Regions from separate parts of the Zea mays genome. Here region 1 is linked to region 2. Evidence: chromatin contacts called from public Hi-C data. All regions are on one chromosome and are shown on one strand. The core of a region is the stretch at or near the end of the contact, and the rest is flanking DNA. Distances in the headings are between cores, read along the strand shown.

What was found. A called contact is a pair of places that touch in the nucleus more often than the background predicts.
Region 1: a Hi-C map of ear shows a contact between it and region 2, with 2.4 times the contacts expected there. The contact joins the promoter of LOC541966 here to the promoter of LOC100283280 in region 2. A contact is called at or near these places in 3 of 25 Hi-C or Micro-C datasets (ear, endosperm and tassel).

The regions. Positions count from the first base shown.
Region 1 is chr2:182,638,752-182,645,066 of Zm-B73-REFERENCE-NAM-5.0, reverse strand. LOC541966 (empty pericarp 2) reads left to right here and starts at 3,848. Exons shown (of 5, transcript NM_001111620.2): 1 at 3,848-4,177.
Region 2 is chr2:182,498,306-182,504,658 of Zm-B73-REFERENCE-NAM-5.0, reverse strand. It overlaps LOC100283280 (enolase), which reads left to right and starts at 3,452. Exons shown (of 7, transcript NM_001156182.3): 1 at 3,452-4,076. The coding sequence starts at 3,691.

The DNA of each region.
Region 1 (6,315 bases), core at 2,599-5,098, 140 kb before region 2:
GCTCTGAGGACCCAGCTTCGGCTTCAGTTTCTTGTTCTGGAGCTTTAGTATCAGAAATTTCAGTTTTCGCTTCGGGAATGACAACAGTCTTCTTCGGAGGTGTGCTTGAAGATTTAATTGTTTCCAGAACATCTAGCACATTGACCATTCTCTTTCTTTTCGGAGTCACTGCTGGCACCTTTTGATTTTTTACTGTCTCAACATTTGCTGCAGGACTCAAAACTTCTGATGTTTTTGATCCCTCAGTTGGTTCTTTCACTTCTTCCATTTTTTCTGTGGATGGCGCTTCGGCCATCTCTTTGGTTTCTGGTAACAAAATCTTCGGTTCTTCCAATTCTATCCTTGTTGGCGCTTCGGCCATTTCTGCGACTTCTGGCAGCAAGGTTGGCTTGGTTGGCTTTTCAGCTTCGGTGGTCGAAGAAGTTTCTCCCGTGAACTCAGGCACCAAAGCTGGTTCAATATAGCGTGGCCGATGTGTGAGGACCTTTATCCTCTTTCTTTTCGGTTCTGGCTCGCTAGGAGCAGTTGCAGCTTCTTCTTTCGCAGAGGTTGTGTTTTTTCTTTTCTGCCCTCGAATGGGATAACGATAGTCAGGGTAGACAAACCCGATTGCGTCAAACACCCGGTTCAATCTTTTCTTTTTTCGTCCTCTGAAGGCTGCTGACAATGCAATATCCTCAGCCTTCGAATAAACCCCAAGTAGCTCATCACTTAAATTTTCAATGCTTTTTAGCCAGTCATCATCTGGCTCAACGAATTTATCTCCAAACTTGAAAGTATACTTCAGTCTGATAAGACCACCTTCGTCAGCCTCCTTTATGGTCTCTTGCGGCATTTCCCATTTTTCCGCAAGCGACCATACTCTGAAGGCAATATGCTCTTGGACCAAATCTCTCGTTCCAATAAAAGAACAAATAACTCCGAAGGCTCTCTGGCATTCTTCGGCAGCTTCGTTCATTTCAACCTTCGGCCTCCGCAAGCCGAAGCTTTGCCAAATAGGGCGCATAACTATACCTTTGATATCTTCTCGTGCTTTCAGGTCATTCTTCACATAAAACCATTCTGTCATCCAGTCGCCGGGCCATCTCTTCCGAAAGGTTGGCACGGGACAGCTTGACCCGGACCGAGAAACAAAATTGTAGCAGCCAAAATTATTGTGATACTGTTACTTACCCCAAGGTTTTGTTTCGTATGATAATTCGTGTATATTACAGAAACTTTTCGCATCAGGTTCCAGACCTTGGCTTCTCACGGCCCATACGAAGATATTCAGCCTTATAATTGCTTCGGGGGTAAGTTGATGAAGATAGACTTCAAACATTTTCAGCACCTCTACGACGAAGCTGCTCAGGGGAAATCGTAGTCCAGCTTTCAAAAAGCTTCGGTACACTACGACTTCATTCTCTTCAGGGTTTGGACAAGTCTTTTCTCCTTCGTCGGCCCTCACAACGGACAAGTCCCGGAAATACCTTCCTCTCATGTTGACAAGATGATTTTCTTTGATAGTTGATTTGCCGAAAACCGCATGGCTTGGTCGCCAAGGGCGATCTTCGGAGTCTTCACCACCACTGTCCACATCATAACTGTCGCTGTCACCAGTATCTTCAGACAAACCTTCTAAAATCTCTTTGGTGATTTTTTCTGTATTGGTCTTCGACATTGCTATGAGAAACCCCAGATTCTTCTCTTCATCGAGACTCAGCTTCATCTCAGTAGTAGCTTTCTTATCTTCAGACATCTTCAGAAACACTAAAAAACTGTTTTCAACGCCGAAGCTTCAAAACTTAAAAGCTAAGCAAACCTTGGTGCGCAAGAGCTAAAAATTGAGTGAGCGGGAGCAGATGGCAAGAGAGCGTGCCAAATGAGCTTGCGGTATGATCTTATTTATACGACCAGTGCGTTGAAAATTGAAAAGCCCCGCCTGTCAGTGAATGTTGCTATTCTAGCAAAGGGAAGGTGTTTTTTCGGACCTTCGGCTTATAGCCTTCGTCCATGTCGCTATCTAAATTTATTATTTTTAACAAATTAATATTGCGAGGGGCTACTGTTGGGGGCCTTCGGCTTACGAAGGTCCTCAAAAACAGGATTTAACAGTATTTCTGGAGTATAATGTGTGAACAGGTATCTTCGGACTCGAGTCGGTATCATAGCAGGAGAAGACCAAAATCATACGAAGGTTGATACAGCGCCGAAGATGTGAGCGGGAAAGCTTCGGCGTGGTAGCAGAAAATGAAACCGACTTAAAGATGAAAAGGCTATTCAGACCTCGGTGTATTACTATAGAATTGTTATCAAATGTAAAGGGCATGAATGTAATTTTGTATGGGATGTGTCCCGTGCCTATAAATAGGTGAACAGTACCCCCGTACTGTTCACGCTGATTTGGCATTCGTTTTTGCGTTACACCTGTACTTTCATCTCCTTTAAGCTGAAGGTACTTTTGTAATTCAATGTTATTCTTGTTTCTACATAATAATAATGCAAAAATAAGTTAATAATAATATATAATTGTCTATGTTATCCTTCATATTCCTTATGATTCATCCTTCGTCACTATATGCTGAGTTTATGAAGGTACGCCCTTCATAACCTTCGTCCGAAAATCATTATATCCTAAGGGAAATAATGCTTCGAAGGACGAAGGACTTTACCGATTAACATTTTTTGTGTTGCCTTGTTCTTAACTCATAGCATTTGAGAACAAGTCCCCAACACCATACATAGGAACATAACATTTTATCATTGCCAAGCGTATTCACTCTTGGATCGATCAACATCCGAAGCTGTAAAGTGCACTCTTTCAAACCTCCTTTGGTCAATACAAATGAATCTTGACAGGTGATCAATATGCACTTAGTCACTTCCCCGCATTCAATCTACCCAAGAAGAACGTAGGGTATTTTGCCTCAACGGTTCGAACCTTTATAAAACTCTTGTCTCACTCGTTTTACTCGAAAGTGTTAGTTGTGGTCATCTCTTGACTCCCGGTAACTGGTCTAGGCCTCTTATGCCCGGTGAGAGTAGAGCAGCACAAGATCACATGTTGAATCTCTACTGTGGTATTATCTCTATGCATTTGACTGTTAGCTACATTGGTTTATTGTTGTATACACGATCTACTAACCACATCTAAGGCTGTGTTCAGCAAATCGTACATATGGTTGTGCAAAACACTGTTTTATAATATAGATAGTAATATTTGTAGAGTGAAATTTGAAATAGGAGGTAAGATAGACAACGTGGAGCTGCTTCCCCTTCCCACCGATCAACGGTGCCGACCACGACACCTGCTAGGCGAAGGATCACAACTAGAGATGGCAATGGGTACCCGCGATCCGATATCCGATGGGTATTGACTCCATTAAGGTATGCATACGGGCTAGATATTGTACCCATGAGTCTCTTATTGGGCAAAAACCTTCACCAGTGGGTAAAGGGTATTAGAACGTTCCACTCTTACCCATACATGTTAACCCATGGGTATAAAATACCCAGTATAAAAGCGTGAACTTGGGCTTTGATATTCCATTTATTTTGACTATTTGACAAACTTTTTTGTGATAATGTCATACAAGGTTTAACAACTATTTGATGGTCATGTAATGGAACATGTAATGTGTTATGTGGTACTATCCTAGTATTGCTACTTTATTCAATGATCCATGATATTATTGAATGGATGATTGAATGATGCTCAATCTTTTGTAATGATATTTAGATTGATATACTTGATGTTTGTATATTGTATTATTTTGATAAAGTTTTAATCTTTATGAGTACAAGTGACTCGATGGGAGACCCATACCCACATGGGTATGAATATGGGGATAAATCTATTGTCATTAGTGAATATGGGTGATCCGACGAGTTTATTTTTTTACAGGTATGGATATGAGATAGCATTGCCAATGCCGTCTCTAATCACAGCTCCAAACGATAAAAACCGAACGTCTCAGAGCTTTGCCTGGGCCAAGCAGCCTTTGTTCCTTCGAAACCCTGCCTGGCTCGCTTTTGGTAGCCCACGCGAACCGGGCCGCTTTTCAGCCCTCCGCTCCTGCGTCCTCCCCTTCCACTCGTATACAACCACCCACCTGAGCCGCACCCACGCTCACCGTACCTCCTCCGAATCCGCCGACCGCCGGCGAGCCCCTCCTCCTCCACGACACGCGCTTCCCCGGTAAGCCGCCTCGCGGTCCCTCTTGAGCTTCGTCTCCCGTGTTTTTTTTTTGTTTGAATTCGTGCATCCTCGCGTCACCCGCGAATCTGCTCCTACTGCACAGCCCCCTGCGCCCACATCGCGCGAGATGCAATCTGCCGCCAGGCTCTTCGCTGCGGCCGCGCCGGGAAGCCCGCGTTCTCTCCTATTCCTGCGCGGCCTCTGCTCTGCCTCGCCGGCTGGACAGCCGGATCCGCGGCCCTATCCGGCCCCGGACCCCGACCCCGACCCCGACCCGCGGCTCGTTGGCGCTCTCTGCCGTGTGCTCAGCGACTTCCGCGGGCCGCGGCACGACCTCCGCGCCGCGCTCAGCGGATTCGCGCCCCGCCTCACGCCCGCGGCGGCGGCTGCCGTCCTGCGCCGCTGCCGTAACCTTCCCGTGCCCTCCCTCCGGTTCTTCCTCTTCGCGGCTGCGATGCCGGGGTTCACACACCTTCCGGACTCGCTCCTCATCCTCGCCGGCTCGCTTGCGGGGGCGCGGCTCTTCCCGCTTCTGCGCTCTCTGCTCTCCGATCTCCCGCGGTCTGCGCTCTCGCGGGACCTGTTTCCGCTGCTGTTCCGCGCGTACGCCCGCGCCGGTCTACCCGAGGATGCCATCCGAGCTTTCTCCTCCATGGAGAGGTTCTGTTTCCTGCCGACGGTCGCTGATCTCCACTCGCTGCTCTTCACGTTATCGCATAATGGCCTGGTGGAGCACGCAGAGGCATTCTTTAGGGAGTCGCCATTTCAGTTTGATCTCTCGGCCAAAACTTATACCATCCTGATCTCTGGGTGGGCTGTTGTTGCGAGTCCAGTGAAGGCCCAAAAGCTGTTTGACGAAATGATTGAGAGAGGGGTCCAACCTGATGTGCCTGCCTATAATGCGTTGATTGACGCCTTGTGTCGAGGAGGGGATGTTGCACTTGCTCAGGAGCAGCTAAAAGATATGCAACGCAGCCGTGGGCTTGCCCCTGATGCTGCCACTTACGGCCCATTCCTTCGATCTGCATGTGCGTCAAAGGATGCCCGTGCTGCTCTTCGAGTGCTAGATAGGATGCGTGCACGCAGCCTTACACCAAATGTATTCACCTATAATGCTGTCATTCGGTTACTGTGTGAGTTGGGAGAGGTTGATGAGGCTTATAATATCCTCAATGAGATGGCAACTTATGGGGAGAAGCCTGATGTCTGGAGCTACAACACTCTGCTTAATACACATTGTAAGCTGAAAGAGGTGAATAAAGCGTTGCGGCTCATTTCAAGGATGGATGATAGCTCATGTTTGCCTAATCGGCACTCTTACAACATGATTCTGAAAATGTTGCTTGCGATAGGAAGGGTTGATAGGGCAATTGAGGTTTGGGATGGGATGGAAAAACATGGTTTCTACCCAGGAGCAGCTACTTATGCTGTTATGATCCATGGGCTGTCTTGCAAGAAGGGTAGAGCAGAGGAGGCCTGCAGTTATTTTTTGAGGATGGTAGATGAGGGTATCCCTCCTTACCAGGCTACTTGTCAGGTTCTGAGGGATAGGCTGCTCAGGCTTGGCTTGCGAGATGATCTTGAGATGCTCACTGATAGGATGCGACGGAGCACATCCTGCACAATACAAGATTTGGCAAGTATCATGTGCAGTAAGAGGGCAGAGGAAACTAGAAATCTGAAATGCGACCATGAATTCTCTTGCCTTGATCTTGCTGAGAGCCAGTGGATGGAGAAATGGAAAATAGGAGACACCTCCTCGTAGGGGGAGGTTTAATGGGTATAAGAATCTCTGTTATCCCGTTGATGATGGCACTCATAACTTGGCTAGTTGGCTCTGCAATTTCTTACTGGGTATTTTTCTAGTGTATAATTACATTTTTTTTATTCGCAATGTTTTGACATTTGCTATACACTTGTTTGTTAGGAATGTTGAATGGTTCCATCATTACAACCATTTTATAGTCCCTGTAACATGTTTTACATAGTGTTCACTTCGTAACCAGTCCTTTTACAAATTGTGACCATACTTGAATTTCATTATTTCCAGTTCTTACATTTGTTGGTATGGAAACTGAAAAAGGAGCTATCCTGATGCTATGTAATATGTATAGAGTTTATTTTGATTTGTATGCAAG
Region 2 (6,353 bases), core at 2,203-4,702:
CTGGCAAGATCTTGACCGTACATTGTTGATCTAACGGATGCAGTAGATCGTACGTTAATAAAACCCAGACCGTGGATCTCGGATCCTACGGTCGACATAACGTACCGGTTCATTTTTAAAGGACATCTAATCCAGGCCGATGCGTGGAGATCTAACGGCCTACAGCTCTGCGTACCCCCTTGGCCTCTGTACATTTATAAAAGAGTCCTTGAAGATTATCTGAATCAACCCGTGGTCCAACTCTGAGTAAGCTGAGTCTAGGGAATTTCACGAGTTAGCCCCCAAACTTTCTGGTTATCGTATGCGCAGTCCAGAGAACAAAGAAATCGGATAAATGATTATAGAAATTGATTTTTAGTATATAAGTAATTCCATAAACTCATTTAATTCATAGAAAATTCATTTTAGTTCCTTTTTACTCCATTCCAATTGCAATAATTCTGTAATAATATTGTTCATCACCTAGTAACTCTGTTTATCCATGAAACTTAGGTTAAAATTATTCACTTGAGTTATTCCACACCAAGCACTTAATAACTTCGGAAATTCATAACTCGATAATCGTAGCTCCGAATTTAGTGATTCTTATTCCTATGATCTCGTTACGACGCGTAGAATATTATCATGCATTATGTTCTACTGTTTAGTGTGATGTTAATTTCTGCTATACCATGTTTGTTTGTACTGTTACGAGTAGACGAGCAAGGCACAAAAGATCCGGGTGTTCAGTAGGTGGAGACTGCTGAGCAGGAGCTCGTTGAAGGCAAGTTGTGCCCTTGATCACTTTTATTTACCCAATAATGTTCTTATTAATCATAATGATCTGCATAGGTTAATTTTGATGGGACCCAATAGGTTACCCTAGTTTGGCTATCTTATACCTTTTTTGCCACTGAATTTTTGGGTAGTACCTGCTATTGCTTTATGTGGTTTTAGGTATAGAGATACACATTATTGATGATCATGCTTTTATGATGAGTTTTTATTTACTGTTCATGATAAGATCATTATGTTAATTGGAACGTGGTGCGACCACCCGGGAAAACAGTGCTACCACAAAGGTGGTATAGGACGCCCTTGGCTGACTAATTAGGAAAGCTAGTAGAGTACTGCCTTACCCGAAAAGGGCAAGGGGGGAGTGATCAGTGTAGGGAGGTCCTTGGGTTGATTTTGCTGCGATGGCGGTTGGGCGAGGGATCCCTACATTGGAGCTTTATAGAACTGTAGCAGGTTTTCTGAAGCTAGTGAAACTTTGTAAAGGCCTCGTAGCGTTACCCTGCCTCGCTTCCTTGGTAGAGGTGTATGGGAAGTCGCGATCCCTTGGCAGATGGGTAACATGACTTGTTGGTATAGATGCGCAACCTCTGCAGAGTGTAAAACTGGTATATCAGCCATGCTCACGGTCATGAGCGGCTCGGACCCTCACATGATTAATTTATGGAATTAAATTTAGTTTGTCATTTGCATCGCATTGTGGTTTATTATTAATTTGATCTATTTATTACTCTGGTTTAGTATTTACTTACATTTAGTAACTACTAATAAAATTTGACCAACTTATTAAAAGCAATGCTCAACTTTAACCATTATCTGTTGATCAGTCTTACACTTCACATGAACTCCCACCTTTTGTGAGTTCATGCACATTATTCCCCACAACTTGTTGAGATATGATTTTTTGTGAGCTCACTCTTGCGATATATAAATCCCCCACAGGTGAAGAGCAGGTGGTCCAGGAGGAGTCCTATAATGAGGAGTACGAGTTGATCTAGGTGGCGTCTCCCAGTCAACTTAATGGCGCCAAGGAATAATATTAGTTTGTTTTATTGTTATCATATATTTTTGTCAGACTTCCGTTATGTAATAATGATACTTGTGACATTTATCTCTATACACTTTGTCATTATATGTGATGTTCTTCTTTGTCGCACATATGAGACGTACCCGACTTTATCCCTTAAATCCGGGTGTGACACTCCTTTGGTCAAGAGTTGCACTCAACCCCTCTCAAGTGATCTAAAGATCAAACTTGAGTGCAACTCTTGACCAAAGGAGGTCACAACAAGGTGGAGTATGCATTGGCCGAACCACGGTAAAAATCGCTGCATCTCTTGTCCATTTTACTATTGTGATTACTGTCTTTTTGAGTTCTTTACTCACTTGCAATATTTGCAATATTGCTCCTAAGTTTAATACACATCTTAAAGGAGAAATCAAGTGAAGAGTTCTCCTTCCTCTCTCTTCTCATCCCAACTTGGTTTTTGTTCTCACTAACACTTTGTATAAACCAAATTTATGTTTTTTAGAGTTAATATTGTAGAATCACCTATTCACCCCCTCTAGGTGCTCTCAATTGGGGGCTTGTATGGCCGACCTGTGGCACATGCATGTGCTCGAGCCTAATCTAGCTTATAGATTATATAAGCACCTAGATTATTATAACCTAGTTATCTAGATTATATAATCCACTAATAATCTATGTTGTTTGTTTGTCTCTTAACTTATTTAAGTTGAATTATATAATCTAGAGTATAAACAAAATGGGCCAAAGTCACCAAACTCAAGTAACTATGCCATAAATGGTGGTTCGGGGCATAGCCATGATTCTTGCATAGATGGGGTCATAAATAATATTTAATAGATTATATGTAGTATATGAGTGTATGATTTAAGTTTAAATTTAACTTAATAAACTACATGTTTTTATCAAAAACACAAATAAAGGAATAACCAATATTTATTGAATCAATCATTGTTTTTTATATACTTAACTACTTAAAAGTTAAATGCCTCTTTGGGAGAGCTTAGCAGGGCTCCGGTTTCCAGCTGACCAGCCTCCGACAACCTATGTATTTAGCAGACTAGCTCCAGCTCCATTTAATTCTATAAATTATGGTCTCACATAGAATGGCTCCTTCGGAGGAGCCATACGAAGGTGTCTCTATGACTAGAGCTGGAATGGCTCTTCCGAAGCGAAAGCGCTCCTAAAGAGACCCTAATAGTAATTAGTATTCTCTCCGTTCTAAAATAAAATTCGTTCTACCTTTTAAGTTAATTCATACCATAATTAATATATTTGTTTTATATATGTGTCTAGATTTATCATTATTTATTTGAACATAAACATAAAAATCAAAGAGTAATACGACTAATATTTTAGAACTGAGTAAGTATATATTTATATGTTTACACAAACATTAGGCACAGGGCCCTGCCAGCTCCCCTCCTTATTTACGCCACTAATGGTGGTAAACAGCATATGCTCGCGTCACGTCACGTGACGGGCACCTGCTCGCAGTTCTCAGAAGTCAGAACAAGCTCGGAGCTCGCCCTCCCAGTCCCACCGGCCACCACCGCCACCGGACTGCGGACCGACCCACCCTGGCCGCGCGCCACCACAAAGGCCAACGGCGTACAAACCATAAACGACCAGCGAAAGCGGCAGACTCTCAATGACACGCGGGCACCATATGCCACCTGCCGTCCCTCGCCCCCACCGGCACCGACCCCCGCCTTCTTCAAAAACTTTATTCGCCGAAACCCCTTGCCACCTCGCCGCCACCGCCCAACAAACAGGCGCGACGACCTCTACTCTACCTCGTCGCCACCGCCGTCACCGGTCACCGCCGCCATATAAGTAAACGCTCGCCTCGTCCTCCTCCCAGACTCGCCACCCTCCGCCTCCGACACATGGCCCAGCCGCACCTCGTGCTCCCCTCGCCGAGGCCCCTCCTCCCCGCCGCCGCCACTCCATCGCGCCGCGCCGTCGCCGTCCGCGCGGCGCTCTCCACCGCTTCGCCGCCCGCCAAGGCCGCGGCGGGAGCGGAGGCGGTGCGGTCGATCCGCGCGCGCCAGATCGTGGACAGCCGCGGGAACCCCACCGTCGAGGTCGACCTCGTCGCCGGGGACGGACGCCTCCACCGCTCCGCGGTGCCCAGCGGGGCGTCCACGGGGATCTACGAGGCGCTCGAGCTCCGCGATGGTGACAAGGCCGTGTACGGCGGCAAGGGCGTTCTCCAAGCTGTGCGCAACATCAACGAGGTTATCGCGCCTAAGCTCGTGGGCGTCGATGTGAGGTGAGTTGGATATCACTATCTCAGATTGATTTCTGTTCAAATTATGGATATGGCCGTTTGATCACCAGTGTGACTGCTGTGAAGTGGGGTAGTTGGGAAACGTGGTGTGTCTTCCCTGGTGAACGGTGATCCACGGTTGAACTGCCTCAGTTCATGCGGGGTTTAGTGAGCTGACTAGCTTGACTCCTACCTATCTGACAATGATGCTTTGGATCTTCTGGTGACCATCCTAAAAGTTTGAAGTAAAATGTGACTAAATTTGTGGAAGTGAATGTTTATGCCATACTTTATTCACATATGTCATGGAGCAAATTTATCTGTAGTTTGGTCATATAGGAAATAGGTGCTTTTGTACTTGTAATATGCATTCCCGAACAACAACATTTTACAGAAAGCAACAGGGAGAACCCTAATGTCCTAAATAACTTGGCATGCATTCCTGAACAACAACTTTTTACATAAAGCAACAAGGAGAACCCTAATGTCCTAAATAACTTGACATGCATTCCCAAGCAACAACATTTTACAGAAAGCAACAAGGAGAACCCTAATGTCCTAAATAACTTGGCATGCATTCCTGAACAACAACTTTTTACAGAAAGCAACAAGGAGAACCCTAATGTCCTAAATAACTTGGCATGCATTCCGGAACAACAATCTTTACAGAAAGCAATAAGGAGAACCCTAATCCCTAATGTCCTAAATGATTTGATGTCAAAGTATGTTTGATGAGAGATGTAGAAGCTTTTCCAGTTTTGGGATTATTAAGGGTTTTCTCACTGTGTAGGGTGGGAAGTGTGATGTGCACCCGTTGGGTGATTGCCCGATCTTTCGATGAGAGGGTGTGGAATAACTCGATTGGGGGAGGAGACGACGTTCACGGCCCGACTACAGCCTTCCAAAGACGCTGCGCCTTAGCAACCGATACACCACCTCCTATGGCTGTCACGATCTTGTGGAGCGTGACACCCTGGCCACTAGGGCACTCGTCCTGCAAGCAATCGAAGAACTAGCAAGAACAAGTAGAACAAGTACTGAATTACCAGATCTAAATGTAGGTTTAAAGATCAAACTACAATATGGTGGGGTTCCGAAGACAAGAAGACGGGCGGCTGAACTAGCACGCGCGCTTGCAAGCAAGTAGCGAGAGCTAAACTTGATCTAAACAAAACCCGCTGTTCTTGGTGGCGGCTAGGGGGTTTATAAACATGGGAGGACGACCACAAGGGTATTGGGGTCGTGCTGCAACCCTAGGATGCGTCCCTAATGGACCTAACTTGATACACGACCCATTGGGCCAAAATAGGGTGACGCAGCACCATGGGCAGAAAAGGCAGGAAATGTCTCGGTAAGAAAACAATGATTACGGCGGCCTCAGAACAGATATGACTATAATTCCGGATCCATATGAAAGTAGACTTGATAAGCTTTCCATGTTGTGCTTGAACATTCCAATCCGAGCCCGCATCTGACCGTGGTGACCGTCACAAGTTGGTGTTCTTCTGCAGTCCGAATCCAGCATGTTCAAATCCTTTTCCCTTTCGGTCTTCTCCCTGATTCCTAAGCAAAACAAGAGTGCACGGGTCTCCATGGTCTAAATATGATGGACATGAACTCAAGAGTGTAATCACCTGATGGTTGAGTTGACGAGCACGAGCGCGAGTAATGGGACCAGAAATTGGTACTTGTATTGGTATAGATGCATCAGTAGTGTGGATGTCTTCATCATTCTCCCCTTCTTGCATTTGAGTCGTCCTCGACTCAAGCTCAACTTCCTCTCCCAAGTAGGGCTTTAAATCTGCAATGTTAAATGTGGGGCTAACCCCAAAGTCTGCAGGCAGATCTAGCCTATATGCATTGTCGTTAATTTTCTCTAGCACTTTAAACGGTCCATCGGCTCGAGGCAACAATTTAGATTTTCGTAATTCAGGAAACCTTTCCTTTCTCAAATGCAACCAAACTAAATCTCCAGGTTCAAAATTTATTTCCTTTCTACCTTTATCACTAGCAAACTTATATCTAGCATTCATACGCTCTATGTTTTCTTTAGTAGTTTCGTGCAGTTTTAACATCAATTCAGCACGCCTAGTAGCATCAAAATTTAGTTTTTCAGAAGATGGCAAAGGCATTAAATCAATAGGAGCACGAGGTAACAAACCATATACAATCTGAAATGGGCACATCTTTGTAGTAGAATGCAATGATCGATTATAAGCAAATTCAATATGAGGCAAACAGTCCTCCCACATCTTAATATTCTTCTTTAGAACTGCCCTT